Regions from separate parts of the Sparus aurata genome. Here region 1 is linked to region 2. The links are chromatin contacts, called in public Hi-C maps. All regions are on one chromosome and are shown on one strand. Each heading gives the region's core, a stretch centred on a gene start, on an enhancer-like site or on the middle of the called end of the contact. The rest is flanking DNA. Distances are from core to core; before and after follow the strand shown.

Region 1 (3,134 bases), core at 280-2,779, 170 kb before region 2:
TGATAAAAGGCCAATGTTAAGAACACAGTCAAAAATGAGAATAGTAAAATGACGGGCCCCGCGTGATCATGACAAAGGGGGGATGGTCCAAGAGGGCGTTTGCCACCTTGACCACAGGTATAAAAGGGGGAGAATCGGGGAGAAATCTCAGTTGCCCCGGGGTACCTCATGGATGTATGTTTTCTTCTCTTGGAATAAACACCTTTTTGGACTGAAGACCTGCTGCTTCGCCTCTGATGTTTGGACTTTAACTTTGAGCACATTTTCAGAGTCAGATAGTGAAATAATTGGACAGATAAGAAAGGTAGTCTCCCACTACATCATATCAAATACGCCATAAAAAAGGCCCAAAAAAGTTTTAATTTCATTAGATATTACATGTTTTTAAGTATCATAAGTACAAGTAAGAGTAAATTGATCATCGACCTGTCAAGATACAATCTGTGTATTCATTGACCGGCTGTCAATGAAATAATAGGAAAGTAAACTGATTTAAAAATGTGTTGCTTTGGCTCTGATACAGCATGCAATCTGCAGAGTAACTAGTTACTAAAGTAATCAAATAAATGTAGTGGATTAAAAAGTACCATATTTGCCTCCCAAATGTAATGTAGTGGAAGTATAAAGTAGCAAAAATGGAAATACTCAAGTAAAGTACAAGTTTACCAAATTAAATGAGTAAATGCAATTAGTTACATTACGCAAGTGGAAACAGAAAACTCAAAAAAGCAAGTTCTTCGATTACAAAAGGCTTCATCATTTTCTTTTCTAGACAACATCATCATCATGTGTAGTGTTTTTAACCTGAAAAATAACTAAGTAAATTAGTTAAACTTAAATTCAAGGTGCTTTACTTGAATATTTCGATTTTATGTAACTTTATACTTCTACTGCACTGCAGCTCAGAGGGGAATATTGTACTTTTTACTCTACTACATTTGTCTGACAGCTTCAGTTACTAGTCACTTTGTTAGATTACAGTTTTTCATGCCTTTCCTGTCCACTGGAGTGGAAGTATAAACTAGCAGAACAGAACATTCAGATACTCAATACTCACTCCAAATTGTGCTCAAGAACAGTACTTGAGTAAATGTACTTAGTTACATTCCATCATTGATTAATCCTGAAACTTTCATTAATGTTACAGGAGGTGGAGCACATTTTAAAAACCTCATACACTGTTGGTTTAATCTACGTCAGCATCATGTTTAATAATACATTTATGTTTTTTAAAAGGTGTGCAGACAATAGTTTGTATGTCTAAAAAGTTAGTAGTGTAACTTATACTCAGTTATACAGAGTGTGTGTTATTTCAAAGGGAGTTCATTTTAAGGTCGTATGGAGCAGTGGTGCTTAATATGTTATTTGTGCCATTAAAAAAACAAAAAAAATCAAAAAAAAAATCAACGGCCGGAAACGTCATGATTTGACAAAGGACGCGTTGTATCCTAGCAACACGACAGCGAACATATTCTACGTCACACAAGCAAATAACCGAATTAAAAGAAATGTGGAGACGATGACTATGATTGATGACGGATAATTTATCTATTGATGAAACTATAACAATAACCGATTAAAAGTTCAAACTGACAAAGCTGCCGTTCGTCAGAATCAACGCTTACGTCATATTTCCGCGCCGCATGCCACAGGCAACCGTGGAGGACATCGAGCATGGGAGACCTTGGAGGTTTATTTCTTCTTATCTTGCCTCTAACCTGCTGTCACGTCTGGGGTAAGATGCGTGGCTTGCTGGTGCATGTGCGAGAAATGAAAGAGCTGCTTGTGTTTGAGGTTATTTAACGGCCCGTGGGTTTACAGTCGAGCAGAGCCTGTCACTTTGAATGGAGTCTGTTTAAAAAGCAAGCTACAGTGAAGTCGATCTGGACTTGTAACGAATTCAAGCATAACGTCACAGGAAGCCAAGTTGTTACAGTCTGAGCACAGTAAGAGGAAATATTCATGTTTGGACAGAAAAGTGCGAAATTGGTCGGTAGACCGTTAACAAGATGGAAACATTTGACCCCTCCCCTGCAGTGAAGTGATGCATGTTTGTTAAAAATGTAACATAACACAAAAATAAAAGTCTTTTTTTTTTAACTAGAATTGTGCAAGTGCAGAAAATAAAAGACGTGTGTCATGCGATGTCAGTGTAGCTCTGTCAGCCCAGTGAGTCCAAATGTGATCCTTATCTCTGAGAGAAAAGACTGAAGTGCAAGTAATTTATGAATAATTCTGCTCAGTATGCCTTCAGAGAGAGGCACTTGGATTTGATAGGCTTGAAATTTCGTTTTGGTTATTCATTTTGGAGATTCTATGATACAAAAAACACACGATGGGAGACAAGTGAAATGTGCAAAACTGCAGAGAAAAGGATTATTTTGCTCATTTATTGAATCCTACTTGCCTTACCCTGTTGACTTTCTGCAATAATTAGGATGTGTCTCACACAACTGAAAAGGAAAATAATGTAATGACACAGCTTGTCATGGTTTTTGTGTCTTCCCCTTGTCTATTGTGTAATTTTTATTGTCCTTTGTGGTGTCCTGCACTACAAAAGACGATCTAAAAGACATCCGATGTTGCACAAACTTGTGGAGTCCACGCCAGCTCAATACTTCGGGTCAGCAAAGGGGGAATACCAAATATAAAGATACTATGAAATGCATGCACATTGTTGTTAAGCTGATATTATGTTTTGTAATGAAAATTGAAGTATTAAATTCCCAACAACTGCAAAATAGAAGTATTTGGGCTGGTTGTCTCAGACTCTGACTGTGTGTTTGCATATGCCTCAGGAGCTGCAGGTCACTCTCTACCTCCCTGCCACGAGCAGCTGGAGTTCAAGTGTAACGATGGCTCGTGCGTCAAGAAACTGAGTGTGTGCGATGGACACAGAGACTGTGAGGACGGATCAGATGAACACCGCTGTGGTGAGAACAATGTCAACAAATACGATCCCATCCCGAACAATGCACACACACATGCACGCCGATTCAGGTTTCAAAAGCTCTTTTTTCTCTTGGCAGCGTGAACCAATCAAATCAAAACAAAAATCTCTATTTTCTGACAAGGAAAGATTACGTTTATTTATATTGTGCATTTCAACATCAAGACAATTCAAAGTGCAGACG
Region 2 (2,875 bases), core at 102-2,601:
TCTCTTTTTAAATTGCATTTTGGCTGTATAGCGTGAAACGTTAGTGCAGATGTTTTAATGCAGATGTTTGGGATGGATTTTTCCTTTATATTAGGTAAATGGTTTAACTGGTCCCTGTTGTTATCTGGCTCAAGGTGGACATGTCCCAGTTCAATAATTCACTGTCGGATTAGTTCAGGACAGGGTGTGTTTTCATGTCAGCTGAAGAGGTGATTGAGTCGTTAGATCTTCCTGCCTGATTAACGTTTTTGTAAGAAATTAGTTGGTTCAGTGTTTAGTTAGAATGACAAAATGTCCGTCCCTGTTGTAGTTCCACACTGTGTGTTGACTATTTGACCATGAAAGTGAAGATGACTATACGTGTTTAATATTTGATTCTTAAAACTATGAGCTTTTTGTTTTAATTGTCGTAATTATGTGTCCCTGCTGTTTCAGACTGAAGACAGCGAGATCGATGTGGACGAGGATGACGAGGAAGATGAAGAAGGAGAGGAGGAGGAGAGCAAGGATTTGGAGGATGACAGCCTGGAGGGCCCAGTGTCCAGGGGTGCTCGGCCCTCCAGGGCGGGCATGAGACCGCCTCTGATGGAGGAGAGCGACAATGACTTCTGAATGAAGAAGACACACACTGACAGACATGCAGATGAGCTCCAGCTCAGATTAGACCATCATTAGTTTTCAGAAACATGTATTTATCATGTTCCGTCATGTTGTTATTGCATTGTAAAACATCAGTATAGTTCTTACTTTTGAATATATGTGTAAACTGTTTGCCTTAATAAAATATTTTAAATGTTATTCCTCTTCTATGTATAACATTTTATTTTCTTTCAGGTCAATCAATCCAGTATTGAGGTGTTTAGACGTTTTAGAGTGTAGTGTAGTAGATTTTGCGCAATGTAGCCTTAATTTTAACTGTGCTTAGCCCTTGACATAAATAATACTTGGTCAGATTTAAAATTTGTATCTAAATGACGTATATATTTTCTTTGACAGTAAAAGAAATTAGGAGGATTGTACTGACGACATGCTCAGTGACTTTAAGATGAAAACAATACGAAATTCAGACTGAAACATACAATGAAACAATAACAAACTTAATGAATACTTCTTGAGGATGGCTTACAATGAGGCACATGTGTTGCAAACAGACCTGAGATTGAGATTCAGGTGAAGCTGTCTATGACATAATATTTCATCGCTGGCAAAAAATAATGCTTCGTTGCATTTTAAAAAGCAATAATACTGCTAAACGGAACAAAATACGTTTCTTGACATTGAGATATCAATACAGAACAACTAAAAGTATTCAGTTATATCTCTAAAGTCAAGTATAAAGTCTAAAAAAGTGGAACGTCTCACCGTTGATCGAGCAGCTACGTCATCAGAGTGCGCGGTGCTCTCAGAGAGGAGGTGGCAGATGCCTCTTCGAAACAACAGCCAACTGTCGACTACTTACGACCAGTTTTTCCTATCATACTGGTATGTCACCATGTTTAAACGATTGCATGTTGTGATCATTATCCTCTTAGCTAAACTTCGGTGATACTAAATTTTGACTGGTCAGCTGTTTGACAAGCAAACCATCCTTGTTTTTCAGGCGAACATCAGCTAGCTAGAGCTAACTAGCTACACTGACAGGCAAAACTGAAACAATGTGTAGCCCGTTTTACAGAATTCCGTTAGCCTAATGTTTACTTAAAAAAAACTCTTCTTTTCCAAGTCGCCTGTATTGTTAAACTGCGTGTTCCTTAACCCAGATGTGCACACAGATAGGTAAGCTGGTTCTGGTAGATAACTAGCAGGCAGCATTGACTTGCGTTACCTTATGCAAACGTTATAGGAAGTTAATTTAGGTAGACTAATGATACTAACATTACATGCTTCTCAAAAGAGCTGCTGCACATTGCCCATCGTTTGTTTTTGTCAGTATTCATGTGATAAACGCCAGTCAAAGTCTTTGACAAAGGCACTTACTTTTTTGTAGGGTTTTGAATCACCAAATTGTACTGGAAAAAGACAATATCGCTATCTGACGCCAGCCTTGAAAAGTGACTTGTCAGTCAGACTATTCTGATTTTGTTCTTGTTTCTCAGCTGAAGAGCAGCTGTTGGGATGCCAAAGAAGTTCCAGGGCGAGAACTCCAAGGCGGCCACAGCCAGAGCCCGCAAGGCTGACGCCAAGGCAGTGGCGGACGCCCGCAAGAAGCAGCAGGAAGAGGATGCTCTGTGGCAGGAGACTGACAAACATGTACTCAAGAAAGAGCAGAGAAAGGTGAGCTGTCTCTCAAGGGAAGTTTCGTGTGCAAACTGTGGATTTTGCATAGTTGTGCAGCTCAGTTTGACTTCGAGGATATGCAGCTCCATCTTTAATCATGTGTGTACGAGTTATGATTGAGAAACAAGTGACAAGGCAGAAAATCAGGATTACCACAACACTCTGGACAGGAACCCTGCTTGTGGCTTCTTATTTATCATGCACAACTATCCTCATGTCTGAAGTCTAATCAGGTGACAGTTATTCTGACTTGACTTGACAATAAAACTGCTCAGCCACATATTCTGCCATTACAAAAAATATTCAGTTTTGATTCCTACACTGTCAGACATGTTTATAACTGAGGTATAGTTTCTGGGTGTGTCTAATATTTTGGCCCAGTCATTTGTATACATGAGAGGGACAGAATATTAGAACACCTTTTTTGACAGTGTCAACATGACTTTGAACATATTTGGAAGCTTTGGAGCAACATAAATCGTATACATGATTGATTCTGAGAGAGGGGGAATTTCTTTCGCTTTACTTACTGCACTGCACTGTACTGTACTGCACTGCACTGCTATCACTCTCTTAGACACGCCCCCCCCCCCCCCCG

Evidence for each region. Hi-C and Micro-C count contacts between places; a contact is called where the count stands out from the background.
Region 1: a Hi-C map of skeletal muscle shows a contact between it and region 2, with 2.4 times the contacts expected there. The contact joins the promoter of LOC115591623 here to the promoter of ccdc124 in region 2. A contact is called at or near these places in 2 of 2 Hi-C or Micro-C datasets (skeletal muscle and an unstated tissue).

The regions. Positions count from the first base shown.
Region 1 is chr11:21,466,042-21,469,175 of fSpaAur1.1, reverse strand. It overlaps LOC115591623 (low-density lipoprotein receptor-like), which reads left to right and starts at 1,529. Exons shown (of 13, transcript XM_030433765.1): 1 at 1,529-1,735; 2 at 2,799-2,933. The coding sequence starts at 1,675.
Region 2 is chr11:21,295,381-21,298,255 of fSpaAur1.1, reverse strand. ccdc124 (coiled-coil domain containing 124) reads left to right here and starts at 1,351. Exons shown (of 5, transcript XM_030433662.1): 1 at 1,351-1,482; 2 at 2,097-2,274. The coding sequence starts at 2,116. It overlaps cluap1 (clusterin associated protein 1), which reads left to right. Exons shown (of 14, transcript XM_030433657.1): 14 at 436-798. The coding sequence ends at 612.